Linked DNA regions of Mus musculus: all the other regions are linked to region 6. Evidence: chromatin contacts called from public HiChIP or PLAC-seq and promoter capture Hi-C data. All regions are on one chromosome and are shown on one strand. Each heading gives the region's core, a stretch centred on a gene start, on an enhancer-like site or on the middle of the called end of the contact. The rest is flanking DNA. Distances are from core to core; before and after follow the strand shown.

Region 1 (3,254 bases), core at 161-2,660, 1.9 Mb after region 6:
GTCTGCTAGTGGCTGTTTATGTGACTTGGGAGTAGTAACAAATGTCTGTGAACACATACACTCTCTCTCTCTCTCTCTCTCTCTCTCTCTCTCTCTCTCTCTCTCTCGTGTGTGTGTGTGTGTGTGTGTGTGTGTGTGTGTGTGTGTGTACCCCACACATAGGTATCACTCATGACTTGCAGAGACCAGAGGACTTGCTGGAATGGATTCTCTCTGTCCACCCCATGATTCTGGGGTCAAACCCAGGACTGGCTACACTGGGGGGAGGGGGCAGTGTACAGAATCCTGAGCATGAAGGTACGGTGGGCACTGTGACTTTTCAGACAGACTTTCTCAGACTTTCCATACCCAGTAAGCGTATTTCCTAAAAGAAATTTGGAAAAACAAAAACAAACAAAACTCAAGCATTTTTACCCAGTAGTTTTTGGAAAGTGACTTTTTAAAACAGAGTAGATTTGGAAGGGTGGGGGTGGGGCAGAATATTCCTCAACACCAACAGCCCTTGTGAGGTGCAGACAGGAGGACCAGGTTCAAGGCCAGCGTCAGCTTCATAGCAAGTTGGAGGCCAGTCTCAGTTATATGAGGTTGTCTCAAAAAGCAAAAAACAAAACAAAACAAAAAACAAAAACCTTACACAAAGGGTCCAAAAGGCTCTGTCCAGCTCTTTCTACATAATCCTCTACAAACTGTCCTTTGCCCTAGCTAAACATGGGGACCTTTCGAACACTTCCTAACGCACATAGCCTGGAAACTTAGGGGTTTAGTTAGCTCCACTGCATGGTGACGACAGGAGCCTCTGAGCCGGTTCTGTCCAAAAGGCCCTGCTAGCTTCAGGTTGGGTACTGTAGCCAGGTTCATAGAAACCAATTGTCTTGAAGCCCCTGCTTTCAGGCAACAAGGGGGAAGGGCATAGAGGCCGCTGGGGTGGGCTACTCTGGGCTACTCAGGGGTCAAGCAGACTGGCTGCAGAAAGCTGACTTGGTGGCTGAGGCTGGGGTCTTGCTTTCCACATGCTTGCCCTGTCATCCTAACTACTTGTTAGGGAGTTATCAGAATAAAGACTCCTTAGTGAAGAAACCCATCCCCACGAACTTATTGATTCCAAGAGGGAGGAGCATCCGGTAGAACTCAGTACCAACACTTTACTTGTCCAAAATCCCAGCGTTGGTAGCACGTGCTTGTTGTAATCTTAGTACTCAGGAGGCTGAGGCCGGAGGATTGCTCTGGTTGCCAGTGTGGGCCACATGGTGAGCTCAAAAGAAATGCAATGAACTTTTGAAGGAGTCAGAGGTCTGGGGGCGGGGGTGGGGTGGTGGGGTGGGGAATGGGGCGGGAGGGAGGAGGTCAGGACGGCCAGGGGGGCGGGGTGGACGACGGGCGGCCTCATAGCAGGCTTTCCGGACGACTTCCCTTTATAAGGGCGTCCACTCCACCTGCATCTCGCAGACACCCGTAGGCGGAGCCGGGTGTGGGGACCGTGGGGACTGAGGGAATTTGGGGTCACGTCATGCCCGGAGACGAGGAGACGCTGGACCTGCCTGCGTGGAACCGCGTCCCGGACCTGACTTGGGGTCCCCACCACAGGTGGGTACTCCCCCAGTGGACCATGTCTGGTGGTCGTCTGGATTCCAGCGTCCCCTCCTGGAATATCTCCCGCCGAGAAGGTGTCCCTGAGCTCACACGTGGACCCCATTCTGCCTCGCGTCCGGGCTCTCCGCTACGTAGCAAAAGTCCTTCGTGACAGCGCCCTGGGTCGCCCAGCGCTGAAGGAAGTCAGCGGCCGAGGGTGGGGACGCGGGGGGCGTGGCGGGAGGACAGGGCCACGCGTAGCGACCAGGGTGCACACAGCCGCTTTTCCGCAAAGTCCCGGGGCTGAGATCAGAGCGCTGACTGGAAGGGTAAGAGGCTTTGGTCCCCTAAGGCTTTCATTTGGGGGCCACTGAACCTCTGGGCGGGGAATGGGTCTAGCTCCTTCAGTCCCGGGAGCCCTGGAAAGTTCTGAAGGAGGATGGCTGGCCCTGAAACTGACGGTTTTCCCAGGCAAGAGACCCGGAGAGACAGAGAGGGATCAGATGTTTTATGACTTTTGTTTTTTGGTGTGTATGTGTGTGTGTGTGTGTGTGTGTGTGTGTGTGTTTCTTTCCTGGTGACAGGACTCTGAAAAGATCCTGGTTTGCTCTACCTTAGAGTTCTTGCTACCCCGGGCAAACTAATGCTAACTGCTTGCACTCGGTTAAAAATGAGGCTGATTGTTTGCCTTCCGGAACAAACCGACTTTTTCTTAGGTGGGAGGGTTGCGGTGTGGTCAACCCTGGTTTCCCCAGCTCTATGAAAAGGCGTTCAGTGAAGCCAGGTGGCTCTGCCAAGCGGCCTCTCCTGAGTTTGAATGTCTGCAGCAGCGCAATTGAGCCGGGGAGGTGAGGACAAAGTGGCCTTTGGCTCCTGCTTGCTGCTCTTAAAACAAATAGTGGCGGGCTGTTAAAGTTTTCTAAGGGAGCAGGGAGCGGCCTCTCCTTCCTAGCAGGATGTTCTTGAAGCCAGCAAGGAAACTGAGCCATAGGGAAGTTAGTCTATGATGGCTACCTGAATGGATGCTTTTCTGCAAGGGTGGCATAGACTTCTCAGACCTTCAAAAGACCGGTTTTGAACTATAAAACCATGTTGGTGGGGCTACAGAGGTGTGTTCTTTTCTTTTGTTTTTGTTTTTTTCGAGACAGGGTTTCTCTGTGTAGCCCTGGCTGTCCTGGAACTCACTCTGTAGACCAGGCTGGCCTCGAACTCAGAAATCCCCCTGTCTCTGCCTCCCAAGTGCTGGGATTAAAGGCGCCCGGCCAGAGGTGTTTTCTTGCAAACTCAAAGAACACTGTTGGAGCCAGGTGACAGTACTTGGGACCTGTAATCCCAGTGCACAACAGGCAGGAGACAGGAGGACCCCCCCCCCCCAAAGTTCACTAGCCAGCCAGTCAGCCCTAATTTCAGAGCTCCAGGCCAGTGAGAGACACTGTCTCACAGGAGGTCTGTGTTGTTCCTGAAGATGACACCCACAGTTGTCCCCACATGCACAACACGTGTGCATGCATGTGCACGTACACGAATACACGCGCATCCACGAAAAGAAAACATTGGAGCAACTTTGAGAACGGTGACCAGTTGTGAACGACCCATCAAAATGCCTGCTGTCATGAAACGTGCAAACTATGTCTCTGAAATTAGAGAAGGCTTTTTAAAATAGGCCACATGGCACCTACTCTTCT
Region 2 (3,361 bases), core at 622-3,121, 1.7 Mb before region 6:
TACTAGAGAGTGTTTTCTTGCTCTGCAAAGCACAGGAAGGCAAAGAAGGGTGGTAGAATAGGGCAAAGGGGGGAGTGTAGCAAGGCAAAGGGGGGAAAGCCAAGGACCAAGAGCCCATGGGGTCCCTCAGAGGGGACAGTGAAGATCTTAAGAAGAAGCTGCCTTCCAGAGTGTCAGTGGAACCCTGCGCTCACTCGCAATGTAAGTTTTGGAGTCTTCTGTATGGAAGTACTGGTTCCATGCAGTGCTCTACCAACTGTGTCTCAAGTTGAGTCACTGTCCCCCAGCCCATGACCACACTCATGGGGACAGAGACAGGCCTAGTGCTCTAGAAATCAGCCTGCACTCAGGTCTGACAGCTTCTGAGTCTGCCTCTGCATTCAACTCAAGACACAGGAAAATGAGACCAGTCATCCACGTGCCTTTCCTTCTGAGGCCAGGTACTCCGAGGCTGCATGCTCAAGTCAGTCAGAGATTAGCCTGTCTGGAGAAGTGATCGAGTCCATGGAAAGGAAGTCTGGTAAAGGAATCCCACAGAAAAAACAATATTTTTTGAAAAACTGATATAATAAAAACAAAACCAACCAACCAACCAACCAACGAACCAAAGAAGACACTGGAGTGGAAGGCCATCCAATGCGCATGGATCAATACAGTTGTTATTGTGATAACGGTTAGGTTATTTTACCCAAAGTCACCAGTATAGGCGGTACCCACCATAAAGTCAAATGCTATTTCTGTCAAGCTTACAGGCAAGTGCAGTCTAAAGCGAGTATGCTTCCTTTTAGGAGAGTTAGACTCCAGAGAGCGTCAGAACAAAGTCCGCAAATATCCATGTACAACATTCAGCTTCTATATAACTGATCTTTATTGGCTACATATGACCAGACATTTCCTGAGTTTCCTTGTCCCAGTAGTGACAGCGTCATCTCCAGGACTTGTTAACATATTATTTTGGCTTGAATTCTAGACAAGTGAGATAGAAGATCTTTCTTGAAGCTCCGTTAAGGGAAGGCTATTTCTTCTTGGTAAAGCATAGCTATTTTATTGACCTATTTTAAAAAATTAGTTTAACCCACTCAGTGGCTTGAGTTTTGCTCAGAAGAATCGGACTTGGGTCACATCATCAGCAGATGTTCCAAACGGCACCAAACAGTATAAGATTAAAGCAGCTGCTTACAGCCTTTCTGTGACTGAGTCAGCTTGCTGGTGCAGTCTCTAACCCAGCAAGCGTGATTAGCTTTCTTTTCCTTTGCAATCTCTCCTTTCTGGTTTCCTGTACGGTTTGTCTGCTCTGCTAATTTTTTCCTCTCTCCAACTCCAAAAAAGTTATCCTCAGTTTTCCTAATTCTGTTCTTTATTTCTTTTATATATGGGATTCAAGAGTCCACAACATGACACCCTGAGTTCCTTGTTTAACCTACTACCAATGAAAACAACTTTTATCCTAAGTGGATGCAGAGACAATTGTAAGAAATGAGTCTTCAAATAGTACGTGAGGTTTCCCTTCAAAACAATTGTGATTCAAAACCATAAAAATTATCACCCTCGTTCAAAGGAATAAAATAAACAGCGCTTGAAACAATGACAAACGATGTCAACGTTCTCTTTCAGATTGTGGGCAACTTCTGGGAAATTAGTTCAGTGACATTCAAGCCTTCTGCTTTTGAAAATCCCCTTCAACTATACAGTCTGAACTTGTGTAGTTTCAATTTCAGTTTAGAGAACCCTTTTGCAGATTCCTGTTCTTGCGTTTCATAATCAAGTTCTCTCCCAGCTCTCTGGGAGAGGAAAGGAAATTCCCAGGGCTGGCCGTTATTTCTCAGAACCAAGCACAGATAAATAAGGGTGCAACGAGTTTGTCCTCTTGCAGAGTCCCGTTTGAAGCAGTGTTCTTACTGGCCCCTGCTCCCGCTCTTCAGTTTTTCTTAAGGTAAGACCTGGAGCAGGGGTGGGAAGAGACTGTTAGGAATTATTTTTTAGACTACTTTATCCAGGATGGGATGCATCCTAGCCTGGATGCTGGCTCAGCCCCATTAGAGATTAAACAGCAGTGTTCTCAGAGAAGCAGAATTCCTTGTCCAGCAGTCCGAGTGTTTATTCAGTGCCGTTATTGTTTCCTGTTAATGAGAGGGCAGAGTGTGAAGAGATTAAACTGAAAGGTAGAAATGACTTCCAACTGTTTATCTCCGCTTGTTCTAACTTCTTGGCATCCCTAGTTGCTGTTTAGAACAGAATCACCTCCAGAATAGCAGGCAACCATACTGTTTGCATGAACAATATAGCAGAGCATGAGCTGCGCAGTAAAAGGTCTGAGACTGGGGCTCTAACCAGCGCTCCCATTGTCGGGAAGTGAATTCCCAGACAGCAAGGCTCTATATGTGGGCCGATGCTTGTCCTCATTGGAGCTTGGGACAAATTCACAGCCAGAGCTGCGAGAGAGAGAGAGAGAGAGAGAGAGAGAGAGAGAGAGAGAGAGAGAGAGAGAGAGAGAGAGAACTCCAAGGCACACAGGAAGAGGTTTGCTGACAGCAGTGAGCATTTTCGCTGCACTGCCATCTCTTAAAGGTTCCGTGTTTGCTTTTCCTGGGCAGTCACTCACTTTTAAACCCCATTTGTGTTGGATTCTGTCTCTGCTACAATATTGTCTCTACCTTTATATGTTGACGAATCAAAAAATGACCTATTTGGCCGGTATGGTCTGGCTATGCGGATCGCTCCTGGGAACTCTTTTGACTTCTTGCTGTGTCCCGTGCCTCATGCATATCATACTTAAAGAACAGATAAGAATATAAACGCAAAAACTGAGCAAACACCAGAAGTTCATCTCCAGCACCTTTCAGTACTTTCAGATTTCTTGGTGACCTTCTTCCCTACAGTCCTCCCCTTGTGTGAACATTTCTCTTCTTCTCTTCTCTTCTCTTCTCTTCTCTTCTCTTCTCTTCTCTTCTCTTCTCTTCTCTTCTCTTCTCTTCTCTTCTTTTTTTTTATAATTATTTTATTTATGTGTGTGCCTGAGTGTATTTTAGTCCCCCAGGACTGGTGTTATAGGTAGTTGTGAGCCACCTGGTATGGGTTAAGGGAACAAAATCCAGGTCTACAAGAGCCTCAAGTGCTCTTAGTCACTGAGCCAATATCTCTAGCCCAACCCTCTACTGATATAAATGCATATTGATTTGGTTACGTCTGGCTTGTAGGAAGCAGAATTGTAGGGAAGACTTGAATGACATCATAATGCTACTCAGTTGCAAGGATGAGACTGGAAATCAATATTAAGTGGAACTTACAAATAAAAACCCGATTTTATCTAGTTTTATGTATATATATGTATATTTATGTATATATGTATATATACATATAT
Region 3 (3,174 bases), core at 71-2,570, 1.6 Mb before region 6:
ACCACACAGAGGAAATGTCACAGTCACGGGGCTTAGTACTCTTGTGGAATACAGAAACACAAAGATACTTTCTGTATAATTATTTTCTGGTAGTGGCATTAAACCCAGGGCTTTAAAAAATACTTCTAGTGGTACATTAACTTATAGCATAACAGTGGATGGTATAGTGTTTCTGTAGTATACTTTTCAGTGCATGCTTGTATCATGTGTGCTTGAAGAAGAATTCAACACTTGTATTCAAAGTCTGACCTATTGTCTGATTTGTGTTAAGTCCCTGGAAGATTTTAAGTACTAGTCCGTGGGTAAATCAGCATGAGGATTAATTAGACATCTTCAGAACTTCAAAGCACAGTTTGGGACACTTCTCACAGCCACAGTGCCAGTGGCTTGTCAACTCCATGGTCATTCCCAGCCTTAGCTCAGAGACTCACAGATGTCAGTCTCAGTTTTGACAGTGGCTTCCCTCAGCCTCTGAGAGATGTTATTTGCACTCAATGGTTTAGGGTCAGGACTCTGACTCACTTGTTTCTAAGGAAACATACTACAAATGACTGGAAACTCCACCCCTTTAAGCTTAGAAACAAAAACAAAAAACAAAAAACAAAAAAAAAAGGAAAGAAAAGAAAGAAATCCCTTTTGCTTACTCTTAAATTCTACATGTCTACATGATTGAAAATATTTAAGTGGTGCTAAAATTGTTGTGGGATTGTACATAATGTTAATAGCGATTATTCTAGTCCAAAAGACAAATGAACAAACTAACAAACAAGCTAGCTGATTTCCCAGCATTTGACATGTTTAAAGGAACTCAGATTCACTTTCACTTTCAGTAATTTTTCTTCCTCCCTCCTTCCCTCTCTTTGTCTCCCCCATCTTTCTCCTTCCTTTCTCTCTCCTTGTCCCTCCAAATTCTCACCTTTTTCGTTCTATTTTTATTCTTTCACAGTACAGAGAAATGATTTTTAAACGATTCATGTCCACTTCTGAATTGCACAATTGCTTGCTAACTTTGTGTAACACAGTGGGGCTGGCAACTTCACAAAACAAACACTAATGGACAAAAAAGGACTGAAACATAAGAGAATGATTTCAAAACCACACCCTTTTCACCCTACATTTTGAAACACCCACAAGAAATGGCACCATTTATCAATCTCTACCTGAGAAGTCCTGAGACCCTCCTCCCATGAGCAAACCCCTCATTCCTGCAGTGCTGGTTGAGTCATCCCTCCAACCCCACCCCAGTTAGGAACTCTTTTAGTTTCACTTTCACTGTCTTAAGCATAAATAAAGAGCGAACTCCTCACAAGTTCTCTGGCAAAAATCTGGAACTTCCCGGGTTACTACAGGGTCTATGTCACAGTGCCTGTGAGAGAGGACAGAGCACTCTGCAGCCAGCCTCAGAGGCAAAGCTGACCAGCATTGAAAAGCTGCTTCTTCTTCTTCTCTAAAGGATTTCTCTTCAGGTAAGACAGAGGCAGGGGTGGAAAACTGTTTAGCAGACTGCTGGTTTACCCTAACCAGAGGAGGCTGAAACCAGCACAGATGTGTGTGGCCCAGGGCTAGGTGACAGAGGCAGACTTTACCCTAGATGTCCCTGTCCCTACTAGGGCAAATTAATTAAACTCTGGGAAAGAAGACTTCACACTGAGAGCATAAGTGTGTTGAGGTTCATATTGCTTTCTCGGTACCATTTTATATCATTCTTACTATTTAATGATACTCAGACAAAGTTCCTGAACTTGTTGCCAGTGTCTACCTAAATAAGTTAGGCTGCTTGGAATTCATAAAAAGAGACAGTTTCCCCCATTGAAAAATCTATTGAGCTACAATATCTTTGTGTATACTATTTTGAATACACACACATTATTTATTCCTTGAGAACATCATATATGTCATGTGTTTTTGATTGTGTATATTCCCTACTCTTTCCTCCATCTCCTCCCACCCACCCCTCACTCAGTTTCATGTCCTCATTTAATCAAGTCACTGCAGCTCATTCAAACGTGGGCATAAGGCCACCTAGTGGAATTCAGGTAACTTAACAGGGGCCATTTACTGAAGAAAACCAACCCTGGAGTCTGTAGCAGCCATTAACTGCCATTATCATCTCAGTTATGCTCTGGGCTTCCCGGGACTCTCACCAACCTATGGTAGAATTTTGATTTATGCATTTTTTCTTTTTTCTTTTGTTTTGTTTTCAAAATAGTGTGTCTGTGTAGCCCTGGCTGTCCTGAAACTCACTGTGTAAACCAGGCTGTCTTCAAACTCAGAGATCCATGTGCCTTTGCTTCCCAAGTGCTGGATTGAAGGCATGTGCCACTAACCACCCGCCTTTATGCAGGTTTTCTATAGGCAGCCACAGCTGCTGTGACTTCATGAGTTCAAAAACTATATCATGTTCCAGAAGATACTGGTTCACCTTAAAGCAATGCATATAGTCCATGTGATATTTGTGGCATAAATACCACTGTGAACTGAAAGAAACCAAACCTTTGGGAGGAATTCTCTAGGGTAACATAGGAAAACTATGAGCTGTGTCTGGAAGACTGTGCTGGTAGAGAGTACCACAGCACTGGGAATGTCATGGAAGTCTACCAGCCAAGCACGGGATCCAGCTGAGGGAGCCTCAGTGAACACGGGGAACAAGCCAGGCAACAAACTAAGGAATGGTCACAAAGTCCTAAGTTACACGGAATGAAATAATAAGTACTTAGCAGTCCATACTGATGCAACTGAATGAATGAATGAATGAATGAATGAATGCAAGTAGGAACAATACTGGCTGTTGAGCCCCCATTAATAAATATGCAGTATGATAAGAGTAGACAGTCCTCTGTAAGCAAATGCTAAAGTGGTTAATTTATAAACTTGAATTGTTAATAGATGCTGAAAGTAATGATGAAACTACATGAAGTATAGTGAAGTTGTATGTGCTGAGTGTCTTTCTAAAGGCTGCTTTAAAAATATATATATATACATATATATATTCATACACAGATATACACATCTATATTTATACATATATATCTATATATACATATGTATTATACACACACATCTGTACCTACACAATACGATATGTATCACAATACTATATGTATATACACCTATATCTACATACACACACACACACACACACACACACACACACACGGAAGCAGTATTTGGTCA
Region 4 (3,257 bases), core at 46-2,545, 1.8 Mb before region 6:
TCTGAAAATATTCTGATCCTTAAGCAACGGCAATATTTTTATTGGCTTTTTCCAAGTCTCCCCCATGTGGTTATTAGTGCCCAAATGCTAAAATACCAACCAAGCAGGCAGGAAATAACAGCTTATTCTGCTTTCAAACATGTAAAAACGTTGGAATTTCTGTAGAGCTTTGGATTTTCTTTTAGGGACAGCATAAATAATACCTTCCATCTACTGCTAGTGAGGGAGGCTAAAAGTGGTTTCCCACACTTGTGTGCGAGTTTCCTTGGTGTGCGTAACCGGGAGAGACCTACAAGTGAGGAGCCCTTCAATTAAGACAACCTAGAGATTCTTTCTCCCCTTCCTGAGATAGAATGGTGGGAGGACTAAAGCACTAAGGCTGAGGGATGAGACGTTTCCCAGCTTGGGTTCACGCCTAGCCCTGTTGGCCAAATAAGGTTCCCCAGCTAGCAGTTTCCGTAGCAGGCGGGTTCAGACGTCCTCGGGTCAAGAAGGCGGACCTGGGATAGGATCTGGCGATCACACCCTAGACCTGCCCAGCCCAGTCACGAATTTTCTTTCCAAGTTCTGCCCAGTCCATACGCCCTTCCTCTTTCCACTCATTGTCAAACGGGGCTGAAGCTCAGTCTGACCCAAGCCCCAAGTATACACCAGTTTCATAAAAACTGGCGACCGCGACTGATCTAAGTGGGCTTTCCTTCTGGACGCACCGACGTGTAACCCTCACAGGTTACACAACTGCACATATTTCAGGGAGGGGGAAATACACGCTTCTCCGTAGCCTGGGAGCCAGCAAACAAAACTGCGCCGCTTTCCCGTGCAGGCGCACACTCTCGGCTCGCCGGAGCTTCCCTGGGGGCTGGCGCGCCCCAGGCCGAGGTGCTGCCCTTCGCCGCCTGCCCTCCGGCTCGGCGGGCGCCCCCTGGTGCGCCCGGCTCTCCGGAGCGCCGGTCCCCGAGAGCCCCGGCTCCGGGCGCTCAGTCCCGCCGCGCGCCGCCCTGCCCCGGGCGCTTCTCACACCTCGGCGCGCACCGGGAGCACCTGAGGAGCAGCGGCTCCCGGGGACACGCTCGCCCCGTCCTCCTCTCGTCCCGCGCCCCTCCACGCGCCGCACCCCGTCACCCGCTTCTCCTCCTGTTCCCTCGCGGACCAGGACGTGCTCCTCCGCCTCCCGCGGCCACTCACCTCCTGACCGGCGCGGCGCACCCTCCGCCTCAGACCAGCGCTGACAAGTGGCTCGCGGTGCCTGCGCCGTCCCTCTCAAGCCGGTGGGGAACTTCCGCCTCCGCGCTCGCCCCGCCTCGCCCCAAGGCTGGCCACGCCCCTCCCCTAATGGTCACGCCCCCATGGTCCGGGCTGGGCGGGGCCACGTCGCTCAGGGCTTAGAAGGCAGTGGAGTCTCCCTGTTGTGCTCTGTGACTTGCTGGGACCGGCTGCCGCCGCCACAAAAAACAATTGCCCCTGTGGAGTTTCGGTGGGCGTAGTCTCCGGGGTGTAGTCTTGGACTGGTACCTGGCAAAGATCTAGCCTTCCGCTTCTCTGTTTTGTATTTCGGCGTTTTTCACTCTGCAGAAACTTGAATTGACCCGCAGTTGGTCTGGCTGAAAATAGAAAAGGGCTTTAGCTAAATCTCTGCCGGTGCAAGTTCAGCGACTACCGCCTGCTTTTGTGAAAGACCTCTGTATACTCTCGAGAAGTGCAAACTCTGAAGTTTGCTTGTCAGGAAGGTGAAAATCGCTAACCCTAATATGCAGAAGTTAAATCTGTCGTCAAGCTAAAGGACAGCCATACAAAGCAGTGGCCAAAAGTGATTCAGCCACTGTATCCTCAGCTTATTTTTCTAATTCCAAATTAACAGCACATTTACCTACTTCTGTAAAGTTGTTTGGTTTTGCCCAGAGAATTTATTCACAAGCAAACGTTAGTAATGTTTAACGAATACTCGAAAAGAAACTTTTAAAATATTAAAAGCACAAGTGTTAACCAAGTGGTGTATCAAACAAAAATAAACCTCAACCGAAGTCCCTGAGTCTGGAGTCTGCTCTAGAGGTACAAGCAAACTCCTAAAGTAGGTTCAAAGTTGTTCAAATAGTAGCCACTGGCCACATATGTCTATTTAACTCATTGTAAAAATGTTTTATATCATTGTTATGAATCTAAATTTATACATGAGTAGGATAGGATTTCCATTAAATAGAAGCTTCAGTAGGACTACATTTCACTGTACAGTTGGATGTTTAGTGGCCAAGTTGACATATATGGACCAGGTTTTTAAAATGTTATAAATTTAAAAAATAGGTATGTTGATTATATGTTGATATTATCTGCCTATTTAAAACATTATTACAACTTATTTTCATTTTTTAATGTATATACTAGAAAGTTTAACATGGATGTGACTTGCATATTTTGTTGGCCAGTTGTTGATTGTATTACATTCTAAAAGGAAAACTAGTTTGCAGGGAAGAATTTTTCTAATGTGGGATTTGTCTAGTGTGTTTTAGGGTTCTGTTTCATAGATCATTCCAAAGTAAATGGTTAAGAATGGTTACATGTAAACAGATATCCCCTGCAAAGCAAAGAGTCAGCCTTACAGTTGCCTTCATAGGATGAATACCAGCCTTAGTCACAATGTTTACAAATGAAAGTTGCAACAGATTCTATAACACATGATAGACAGTTCCACTTGTGACAAGTCACTTGCCTGTGTTACCTTATAACGTTCTTCTCTTCACCCCCTCATCTGCTTGGTGCTGATACAGTAAAAATCAAACTAGATCAATGCTATTTCATTACCAAGGTTTGAACCATAGCATCAGAGAATCAGCATCCTGAGATGATGAGGAAAGAGCTGAGAGTAGATAGGGTGGCCCAAATGTACCTTAAGTTTTAGTCCTAATTGCAAACCAGGCCTTCAACCTTCTCCCTTCCCACTCCAGTCCAAAGCCTGGGAACTATCAGCAGGTTAAGTAACTGCTTAATTCTTGCATGAATTGTTACTTATCCAGTTGTCCTCTTGGAAAGTAGCCTTTTCCTGGGTCCCATCAAAACTTAGAATCCTTAGATATGCCTCCCAAAATCATACTTTTAAACAAACACTACCTGTTCCATTTCCAGGAAATTGTTAAACTTTAGCTCCAAGATTATTCCCCAATCTAGGTCTATCTTGGTATCACAGAGGGCCCATCTGACATGTGTGAGGGCCTCATTCTCTCCTCAATACCACCACTAACATTACCTCAGCCTCTATCACCATC
Region 5 (3,404 bases), core at 195-2,694, 1.7 Mb before region 6:
TGAAGGTGGGAGTATGGTAGCATCTAGGCAGGCATGGTACAGGCAGAGCTGAGAATTCTACATCTTCATCTGAAGGCTGCTAGCAGAATACTGACTTCCAGGGAGATAGGATGAGGGTCTTAAAGCCCACACCCAAAGTGACACACCCACTCCAAAAAGGCCACACCTACTTGAACAGGGCCACACCTTCTAATAGTGCCACTTTCTAGGCTGAGCATATACAAATCCTCACAGCAGGTCCATCTGAAATAGATCCATTATGTCTTTTAAAAAGCAACATAAAAGAGAGGGTTGTGAAAGCTTTAACACTTAAGTGTCTGCCCCGTGCCCTGACTCCAGACATGCCTAGTTCATCCAGCGTTACTGCAATGAAGTGCATTCGTGTCCTAGCCTTGAGTCTGACAACTGCTATTCCACAGAGTTCACACTTAACTTTGTTCTATGGGAGAAATTTACCTCAGTCAAACTAACAGATGGGAATCAAATTGATGTTCCCACCTGAAGGATAACCTGAGGACACACTACATGATGGTTCTCAGGCCTGACCAAGCCCCACCTCCTCCCTAGCTCAGAAAGATGATTCCGAGGGGCCTGTAAGAAAGCATCAGACATGGATACTTCACTAGTCTGGTCTGTATGTAGATGTTCCTTAACACAACACGAGGTTACATTCCAATCACAGAATCACCCTGACATGAATATTTGTGAATTTAAAATGCACCAAGACATTTAACCAAACAAAGATGACAGCTTAGTCTGTTGTATGTTACCAGACATCTGGACAGTCACTTAAGACAAAGCTTTTTTTCTTTCTTTCCCAAAACACCTGTTGTAATTCATTTCGGTTTTGCCAAAAAAAAAAAAAAAAACAAAAAAAAAAAAAACCTCCATATAGTAGAAGGCATAGCAAGCTAACCCGTAGGGGACATGAAAAAGGGAGAAGCCAGACTTTCATATGTGCTGCTGCACAGCAAGATAAATGATGGTGACTGTGGCATACATCTCAAAAAAGAAGTGTTAACAGTTTGAAGAGATAGCTATGTTAACCCAGTCTGCATCATATATCACATGAGGTATCCAATGCACAGAAACAACCCATTACCTTTTTAATATGTACAGTATTACTATCATGCACGAGTTGCGCGTTTTTTAAGGTAAAAACGTCTCGTTGGTGTCAACCTCTTGGAATAAGCCAGTGGCAGGAGCTGGCACATTTCTGTTGCAGCATTCTGTATTTCCCAATAGAAGTCAGTATTTAGAGAATCAGCGACTTGTTTTCATCCGCCGCCCATCTGGCAGGGAAGACTATGGACTTGTTCCCCACAGATTCCGTTTTCTTTCCAGGAAAAGCAGAAGCTTCTCAGAAAGTCAGCACAAGCCTGTGTGTGCAGTTTCAGTTTCAGTTCTCCATCCCCACAACTAAGTGCAGGCAATATCCGGTTTCACTCTGGAGTTTAAGAATAGAGAGCTTTCAGGAGGAATCGGGGCGGGCGCAGCAGCAAGCCTAAAGGTGCTGAATCCAGGTAGCAGAGAATCCGGTGCAGGCTGGTGAGTTCCCTGAGACTCCATACCCAATGTACACATCTCCTAAGGAGCTTCAGGGAGGTCCCGAGGTCCCAGGCCATAAACTCCACATTTGGTGCAAGATGACACCGGAGGGTGGACGACCGCGATCAGAGACGGCTTGGTGGCCTCAGGGTGGGTGGACAGCGTTGCTCAGTGTGGGAAGTGCGACCACTCTCGAGCAGCCACCACAGCCAGGCATGGTGGGGGATGGGGTGGGGTGGTGAGCGGTTCCTACGGGAATATCAGCCCAGGGCTACCCACTCCCGCAGGCTACCCATTCCCCTGCATTGTTTCCAAGTAAGAGGGCATAACCCCAGAATCCTCATCTACCATAGTCCTCAGGTACTCCCGCCGCTGTGAGCTCAGCTCGGCTTGAAGAAACAGAAAACATAGCCTTCCCTTGTTGAGTCAGACAGAATTTCCAATTGCGCCCGCCCCGTGCACCGCTGTGCTACCAGTGCACTCTCGCGCTCTGCAATGGGGTACTCAGTCAAAAGTTAGAAACAGCAGGAAAGCCTGAACCCCTTCATGTATTGTGAACTGTTTCAAAGTCGTCCATCTAAGGTTTCAGACCAGTTTTGGAGCTTGTGAAAAATCTCCGGAGGAGGCAGTTTTTTACTGTCTTCCCTGTGGCTCGAGCCACCTTTGGAGACCATGGATAATTTACATGACCAATCGCAGCTATGTAGTTCTACTTATTTACTGTGAATTTTAAGCTTCTTAGTTGGGACAGTAACCCAGACCTGCACGAGAGCAGAGAGAAGAGAAATAACATGCCTATCAATATTTTCCTAATATAGATAGAACTGGTCATTAAGGTACTGTTGTCTTTCACAGAATTAAGGTGAGCTTACGTTTCCCATTCGACACCTACTCTAAATTGATGCTAAGTAAAGAAACACCTACAGTTTTTAAGATGCCACCAGAGGACAAACAGCACCCAGAGTGCCCCTTATACATTATATCATGACATGCCACTAATCAATTGAGAGTTGGTATTTCCCAATTAGGATATTTATCAGTGTAGAAAAGGTGAATTGCGGAAGTTGGTTCTATCAGGGAAGTTTTGGTAATAGGATCTGGTGTTTATTCCCTGATCCACTGGGCAGTTTATAGTCTTCCTGAGCATTCATTTAGCATGTGTGCATGACCTCCAAGACAAGTGAAAAGGAGGCACAATAGCCTTCAATACTTATGGTTGTTTTAAGAGAGAATGCACCATCAGAGATTTGCCCACAGAAGTATTTATTCACGAGGATGTATTTTCAGGGAAATTAGCCACTGGAAAAGAATCATATCCATGTGTCATCTTCAACAGCATGGGCATGAAGCAGGTGGGAGATGATAATTTGCCAGTGTAAGGTCACGTGCTTGTCACTTATCTATGTACAGAAAGTAAGCTGAAGGTCCTGGGGCTGATCTCAGTTGGTAGAGCGCTTGTCTAGCACTTGTGAAGCTCTGGCTTCAGTCCTCAGCATCATATAAACTGGGCACTGCAATACTCATTCCTGATCCTGGCACTCAGGCTGTGGAAGCAGCGGAACCAGTAGGTTTTGTTTTTTATTTATTTATTTATTTTTAATTTAATTTCTTTCAATTTATTCACTTTACATCCCATTCACTGCCTCACTCCCGGTCATGCCTTCCCACAATCCTTCCTCCATCCCCTTCTCCTCTGAGCAGGTGGGCCCCCCCCCTGGGTATCACCTCAACCCTGCATGTCACATCTCTGTGAGGCTAGGCACTTCCTCTCCCTCTGAGGCCAGACAAGGCAGCTCAGCTAGAGTAACATATCCCACGTACAGGCAACAGCTTTTGGGATAGTCTTCATTCTGGTT
Region 6 (3,368 bases), core at 19-2,518:
GAGATGAATCAAGAGGACTGACCAGAAAGTGACTCCCCTGATAACTAAGGACGGGCCCTCATCAAGTTTCATTTAGAGTTGGAAAAAAAAAAAAAGAAAGCTTTTAAGTTAAATAGGCTTATACTCTAGTAATTACATAGCCAAGCAATTTAGGTCCTGGGATAGTCAGTGAAATAGAAAGCAGAGCTGGCAGCTAGAGGCAAAATCTGCCCCCCTTTAACAACGTCTCTGGTGTTTTTTAATGGAGACCAAGGGAGGGACAAACGTAGCGCTGGCCATTTGTAGTACAAAAATGGATGCTTAATTCATGTCTTGATTTTAATTAGGTGATTCACCGGATTTCTCCTGGATTGGAACAAAAGACTTATAAGCCAAGAGGAATTCTTTTTAAAAGAATCAGCAATGCCAGCTCCTGGTCACTTAGAGCTTTTCGTTCCCTGTTTCAAACAGTGTTGGGGGGGGGGTCTTGACTATCGCCCCCACCCACGCACACACCACTTCTCATCTGAGCAGCCCCTGCCTTTCCTTTAGGAACTGGAACTGCCCCCAGCCCTCTCCAGGGTCCCCACCAGCCCCGTCTCCAAGAAGAACCCTTTTGTAAGCAAGGAACCGCTACAAAGCTGGCGGCCCGGGGCTGCCCTCCTTGCTAGCTCGCAGGCCGGCCTCCGGTAGTTTCAGACTCACGCATTATCTAAGGCGACGTATTGTTTACTTGCAATTTGGGACGGTCAAGGGAAGGAAGCCAAAGAAAACAGCCCCGGCCCCGATCAGTTCCCCCCTCCCTCTCTCCCTCGTCCCCTCCGGGCCCGCGGCGTCCCCAGCCACCCCCTTACCTGCTTCTCCCCTATATTGCAACACTGCGAGAGGCGGCGGCGGCGGCGAAATGCGAGCGGAGCCGCTCGGCTTCCAGGGCAGGGGCGCTGGGGCTGGCGGAGCTGGAGGGAGGGAGGGAGTTCTCGCAGAAGCAGGAAAGGGGAGGAGGGGGCTAAGGGCTGCTTTTTTTTTTTTTTTTTTTTTTAATCGCGTGGCTCTGGGGCGGGTAGAGGGAGCCCCACGCTAAGTGGCAGGCGGCCCGGCGAAGAAGTGTCAAGTCTCAGCCCGAGGGTCCCGGTCCTCAGCCCCCGGCTGCGCGCGAGCAGCTGCAGGCTCCCTCGGCCGGGCCCGCGCGGCGCAGCAGCAGCCACTGCTGCAATCGCGGCTGCAAGTTTGGCAATGTGGCTTCACTTTGTACGCGCCCCCGCCCCCGCCGCGCCCGCGCTCCTCCTCCTCCGCCGCCGCCTTCCTCCCGCCCGCCCGCCCGCTCGGGGCCGCCGGCGGCTCGGCCGAGCTCCCCCCTCCCGCGACCTGCGGCCCGGGAGCGGCGGTGCAGGCTCGGTCCCGCGGCCGGTACGAGGACGCACGGAGTGGGGAGCTGCGGGCCGGCCGGGAGCGCTGGACCGATCGGCTGCCCCGCTGCTGCTGCCCGGCTCGGAGGAGGCGGCGGCGCGGGCCTCTAGCCGGCTCGCTCGCTCCTTCGGCGGCGCTTACACATGTGTTACTGACAGAGCAGAATCCCAACTACTCCCCGGCTCTGCCGCCGACGTCAGCGACCCTCAGCCACTGGGCGGCCGGATTGTTCAGGCGGAATAATAAAACCTGCCAATCCGGGGAAGGACAAAGGGTGACTGAAACGAGACTCGGGGGGCGGGGAGCGAGGCGGGCGGCTGAGCCGGCCGGGCCCGGGAAGGCGGGGGGGGCCCGGGGTCGGGGCACGAGAAGGGACCCGGGTGGCGCGGGGGACGCGGCCAGCGAGCGCGTGCCCAGGCTCAGGACCACACCTGCCTGCCCAGCGCGCGAGGACGCGTGGAGCCCGCCCCCGCAGGGCCTCGGGGATCGCCTTCCCTGGCTCAGAGAACAGACCCTCGGGAAACTTACTTTCCCAGAAATGGGTCTCTTCCTGTTAGGGTAGAGGATTCATTCTGCCGGAGGGAGGTGCAAAAGCGGGTGTTTTGTTTAATTCTTCGGGTTGCAGATTTCAAAACCTTAAGCAAAGTGGGAAGTAGTTCCTACCTAAGTACTGCCAGCTTAACCCCATCTTGCTCCCATTAACCCCAGTGTAAACTGGAAGGAGGAGGCATTTCATAGATGCTTGTCAGTTGCTGGTGAATGCAAATCACACCCTGGTTTTCAGAGATGAAGGAAACTTTATGGGCAAAGCTTTTTGCTCACCATTCTGCTTCAGTGTAGAGGGTGTGATGCTAGCTCCCTCGTAGCCCCCTAAAGCGATGCGAGCATTTGCCAGACCTGCTGCTAGCTCACGACCCTGAAAAAAGACTAGTCGTTTCTTGTACAAACCAAGATTTGAGGAATGCTAGCTAGCTTCAGAGCCTCTTTCCAGGGCCAGAGCTCAGCCTGGATCCTTGAACATCAAGTTATTCAACTTTACTCTGCCAAATAGGTTTAATAAATCTCCGATCTGAGGTTAATACTAGGGTTGATTATTAATAGTAAGTTCCAGAGAGATTTTTCTGTTGGAAATTATCATGGAAGTGCAAAGCTGTACTGCTAAGTATCATTAACTAAAACCAGTCTTGTGGGAGAAGCTTGGAAGAAAGGAAGTTGAAGAAAAATCAGGCAAAAAATCTACAGTCCTAGCAGCTGTGTGCAGAATTTTGGTTCTTTAAACTGCCAAAATTAGGGCAAAGGAATAAATATTGCCTATGAAACCAGGAAGAGGGTGGTTTTAATACCAGTTAAAAATACTCATTTCTGGATTCTAGCTCCTTGAGTTCCTAACATGCTACAGTTAAAAATTATTTTTATGGATTTGTATTTAACGTTGTGTTCTTATGATCATTCACCTTAAAAGCTTTTTTATTAAAAAAAAATCAACGTGATAATAATTGGAATGTCCTATACAGACAACAGCTGCAGAAGGTCATGATGAAAACAGACCAATTTAGGAAAGAGGTTTTTTTATTATTATTATTATTTTGTCCTAACAAAAAACCCAAAGCAAAGCAAAACAATAACCTCAAAGGAGGAGAGGACACTTTAAGATATAAGACATTGTAATATCTGGGTTCATCTCTGACTCATTACAATTTAAATCAATCAAAACTAGGCAATCAGGGATTTTTTGCTTTTAAGACCAGATGCAGAAGTAGATATACTTCTGCTTCCCCTCTGAGATTTCGGGCCTGCACAAGATCTTCATGGCTACTGTTGTATTAAAATACATCATATGGGAAGATTTCCATACCTGTACAAGCCCCTTATTGTACATAAAAAAAAAAGGTCTTTATTTTCTTTTCCTTTAAAATGATTTAAAAAAAAACAAAAACAAAAACCAGCACACATATCATACAGAATCATGGTGAGTTGTGGTA
Region 7 (3,124 bases), core at 41-2,540, 1.8 Mb after region 6:
TTTGTTTAGCTTTTTGAGAGAGGGCCTCAGGCTGTCCTCCTACTGCCTCCATCTTAAGCCTCCTTCCACAAGCAAGTATACCACCACACCAAGCCTAGCACAGGGAAGATTACACGCATACAGATACAGGGGGATGACTCCAAAGGCAGAGAGCCAGGCGCTAACAAACGGCACAGATCCAAGTGAGCTGAGAGGATGGAGCGTTTAGGCACAGAAAGCAGCTGGGCTTACATGGAGGACCATACTGGAATAAGTAAGGACCATTCACTCAACTACCACTTTTGGAGGACTTGAGTACCTACTAAGTGCAAGCATGTGCTAGATATTTGTGCGGTATGAGTGGCTCAAAGGTCATTCCCAATGCATAACAACCAAAAAGTATAGCTGAAATCAGAGATGATGGCAACACTGATTCTTATCGATCAGTGCCAGGCCAGGCAGGGTTTGGTATTGAGAGTAGGTATTTCCAAATTTCACCCTTTCTCTATTTCGACCCAGTGAACACTGAATTTCAGTTAGCATTTTTACATTTAAAAGCTGTAAACTAGCGCTTTTAGTTTGGTAGTTGTACCCGGGGCTCTTATCTGTGGTTCCATTTAACAAGTTTTGTTTGATCTAGGGATTAACGTTGGATGAGAAGGTATCATTTTTACAGAAGGAGAAACAGATTTGAAAAAGAGGGAACCGAAGTGATCTAGTACATAAAGGACTTTTTTTAAAAATTCCTTATTGAATAGGATTTGCTACAGATTTCTTTTTTATTGTTTATTTTTACGTGCATGGTTGTTTTACCTGCACCTATGACGGTTTACAACACGCATGCCGGGTGCCAGCGGAGGCCAGAAGAGGGCTTCGGAACCCCTGACACTGGAGTCCTACACCAGAGCAGCCAGCGATCCTTACAACCGAGCGACCTCTCTAGCCCCGCAAATTCCTTTCCAACAGTTCCGGGGAGCAGGGAACCGATCAGAACATCTTGGGGACAACGCTCCTGTGAGATACACCTGCACTCGCACTTGGTCGGTCCAAACAGTCTTTGTTACTCTCAAGCTAGGACTTGCTGCACCGGAGCCCCGCCTCGCGCAGGGGGCAGCGGGGAGGGGCCGGGGCGGTTGGCGGGGTGGCAGCCCGACCCGCTCCACCTTTCCCTCTCTGCAGCCGCGCAGGCCCCGCCCCCGGAGCGCCCACCTCGGGAACGCCGCGTGTTGGCCCGCGCGCCCCGTCGCGGCTCTAGTTCCGGGGCATGCGCGCTGCGGCGCCCGCGCCCCCCTCTACCGACCCGCCGCTGCCGAGTTATGCCAAGTATGTGAGGAGCTGGCGAGGACCGGCCGTGGTCATGGAGAGCCGCCGCCTCCGCCCGCGCGGGACTCGGAGCCCGCCCCGCGCCCCGGGCGAGCCGGGCTGCTGAGGGCGGCGCTCATGGCGGAGCCCCTGCGGAGGACGCTCGGCCGGCTCCGAGAGCGGCACGCTCCCGGCGCGCTCGGGCTGCACGCGGACTCCGTGGCGGCCTCGCTCTCCGAGGGACGCTCGCCGCCCCACGAGCTCGCGGGCCCCGGTATGGAGCGGCCCGCATGGGGGACCGAGCAGCCGGGCGCGCGGGTGCCATGGTCTCGCGGGGCGCAGGAGGCCGCCGCTCTGGGCCGCGCGCTTGCTCGCGCCTCCCCAGGCGCCTGGGGCAGCGGCGACGACGACGGGGAGGACGAGGGCGCCGACTACTACGAGAACCTGCCGGCGGGCTGCGCGCCCGAGGGGGCGGAGGCGCTGCGGGCCTCGCCTTCCCGAGCGCCGGGCTCCTCCCCGGGGATGGAGGGCGGCCGCCTGGAGACGGGCAGGCTGCAGACCCAGTTGCGAGAGGCCTATTATCTGCTGATCCAGGCCATGCACGACCTACCCCCTGACTCGGGCACGCGGCGGGGCGGACCCGCGGGAGCCCGGGCTCAGGGCCAGCAGCCGCCTCTCCCCCGCGGCGCAGCCGTGCGCCCAGCCTGCAGCCTCCGAGGCGGCGACCGCCCTCCGCAGCAGGTGTCCCCGCCCCGGTCGCCTCCGACGGAGTCGAGAGAGGGACGGCCTCCCAGTCCTCGGATACAACTGTCCAGTTGCAGAAGTCTCGAGAGCCTCCGCGTGAGCCGGCGGCCGCCTCTGCTCCAGCGGTGGGCGAGCGACAGCTGCATCAGGTGCGGTGCGCACCGGGACAGGGACGAGCCCCAGCCACGTGGAGGTGGGATGGACGGCTGGAGCCCGGGCAGCCACAGGGCTGCTACGTCCGCCGCTCTCCTGCCTCCCATCTGCCATGACCCCAGCGGGTCCTCGGGACGACCCTTTAAGGATCCTGTGGGGACCTCTGTGATATCCAGCAGCCAAGAGGACCATCCGGAGGATCTTCCCCTCAAGCCACCTGCGGTGACTGTCAAGAAACTGCAGAAGTGGATGTACAAAGGACGTCTGCTGTCCCTGGGGATGAAGGGTCGCGATCGCGGGACAGCACCCAAAGTTCCCGGAGCGCAGACAACCTCTCCAAATTTGGGCAGTTGGAAAGTGCATGAAAACCACGTCCTCTCGGTGACAACGGACCAAAGAATCACACTGACAGGTAGGACACTTTGCAGTCAATATGCTAAGCAGCGCCCTGAGCCTCTAGTGTGGTGGTTTTCAGCCTTTCTGATGCTGTGACCCTTGAATCTAGTTCCTCATGTTTGGTGCCCCCGACCATAAAATTATGTTCGTTGCTACTTCATAACTGTAATTTTGCCACTGTTATGAGACGTCATGCAAATATCTGTGTTTTCCAATGGTCTTAGGCGACCCCAGTGAAAAATTAGTTCAGTCACCACAGGGGTCGAGACCCTCAGGTTGAGAACCACTGGTGTACTGTTTCCCGAGTGGGCTTCTGCGGGTCTCGGGTCGCTGCTAATGTCATACATTAAATCTTGTGGTCTTTGCGCCCCCTCCCTTCCCCTCCTCCCTCTCTCCTGCTTCCTGCTTTTTCCTTCTTTCCCTTTTCGGATTTTTTGTTTTTCTCTTCTCCAAGAGTCAGCGTGCTCCCTCCCTTAGGACAACAGTGAATGAAGGTTTTAAGTCCTTTACATGCATTTAATGTAGGTTTTGATGCGGGAGGAGGGGGGCG

What was found. Promoter capture Hi-C pulls out the DNA fragments that hold promoters and counts their contacts. HiChIP or PLAC-seq counts read pairs in DNA pulled down with a chosen protein or histone mark.
Region 1: a contact with region 6 is called in a promoter capture Hi-C map of pre-B cells, with 6 times the contacts expected there. The contact joins the promoter of Mcoln2 here to the promoter of Lmo4 in region 6.
Region 2: a contact with region 6 is called in a promoter capture Hi-C map of liver, with 4 times the contacts expected there. The contact joins the promoter of Gbp5 here to the promoter of Lmo4 in region 6. A contact is called at or near these places in 5 of 39 promoter capture datasets (the SN4741 cell line, embryonic stem cells, hippocampal neurons and 1 more) and 3 of 115 datasets of contacts at active chromatin or transcription factors (astrocytes, large pre-B cells and thymic regulatory T cells).
Region 3: a promoter capture Hi-C map of liver shows a contact between it and region 6, with 6 times the contacts expected there. The contact joins the promoter of Gbp2 here to the promoter of Lmo4 in region 6. A contact is called at or near these places in 2 of 39 promoter capture datasets (liver and pre-B cells) and 1 of 115 datasets of contacts at active chromatin or transcription factors (embryonic stem cells).
Region 4: a contact with region 6 is called in a promoter capture Hi-C map of pre-B cells, with 5 times the contacts expected there. The contact joins the promoter of Pdlim5 here to the promoter of Lmo4 in region 6. A contact is called at or near these places in 5 of 39 promoter capture datasets (embryonic stem cells, liver, neutrophils and 1 more), 1 of 484 Hi-C or Micro-C datasets (embryonic stem cells), 3 of 115 datasets of contacts at active chromatin or transcription factors (astrocytes, embryonic stem cells and thymic regulatory T cells) and 2 of 9 other capture datasets (adipose tissue and liver).
Region 5: an H3K27ac HiChIP or PLAC-seq map of thymic regulatory T cells shows a contact between it and region 6, with 11 times the contacts expected there. The contact joins the promoter of Gbp7 here to the promoter of Lmo4 in region 6. A contact is called at or near these places in 7 of 39 promoter capture datasets (the 3T3-L1 cell line, the C10 cell line, liver and 2 more) and 1 of 115 datasets of contacts at active chromatin or transcription factors (thymic regulatory T cells).
Region 7: a contact with region 6 is called in a promoter capture Hi-C map of liver, with 9 times the contacts expected there. The contact joins the promoter of Syde2 here to the promoter of Lmo4 in region 6.

Annotation. Positions count from the first base shown.
Region 1 is chr3:146,148,423-146,151,676 of GRCm38.p6, forward strand. It overlaps Mcoln2 (mucolipin 2), which reads left to right and starts at 1,411. Exons shown (of 14, transcript NM_026656.5): 1 at 1,411-1,584. The coding sequence starts at 1,508.
Region 2 is chr3:142,495,063-142,498,423 of GRCm38.p6, forward strand. It overlaps Gbp5 (guanylate binding protein 5), which reads left to right and starts at 1,872. Exons shown (of 11, transcript NM_153564.2): 1 at 1,872-1,933.
Region 3 is chr3:142,619,343-142,622,516 of GRCm38.p6, forward strand. It overlaps Gbp2 (guanylate binding protein 2), which reads left to right and starts at 1,321. Exons shown (of 11, transcript NM_010260.1): 1 at 1,321-1,466.
Region 4 is chr3:142,394,401-142,397,657 of GRCm38.p6, forward strand. Pdlim5 (PDZ and LIM domain 5) reads right to left here and starts at 1,296. Exons shown (of 13, transcript NM_019808.3): 1 at 1,186-1,296.
Region 5 is chr3:142,528,892-142,532,295 of GRCm38.p6, forward strand. It overlaps Gbp7 (guanylate binding protein 7), which reads left to right and starts at 1,445. Exons shown (of 11, transcript NM_001083312.2): 1 at 1,445-1,548.
Region 6 is chr3:144,203,987-144,207,354 of GRCm38.p6, forward strand. It overlaps Lmo4 (LIM domain only 4), which reads right to left and starts at 1,269. Exons shown (of 5, transcript NM_010723.3): 1 at 834-1,269.
Region 7 is chr3:145,986,580-145,989,703 of GRCm38.p6, forward strand. Syde2 (synapse defective 1, Rho GTPase, homolog 2 (C. elegans)) reads left to right here and starts at 1,291. Exons shown (of 7, transcript NM_001166064.1): 1 at 1,291-2,590. The coding sequence starts at 1,420. Gm35352 (a long non-coding RNA gene) reads right to left here and starts at 916. Exons shown (of 3, transcript XR_376174.3): 1 at 793-916.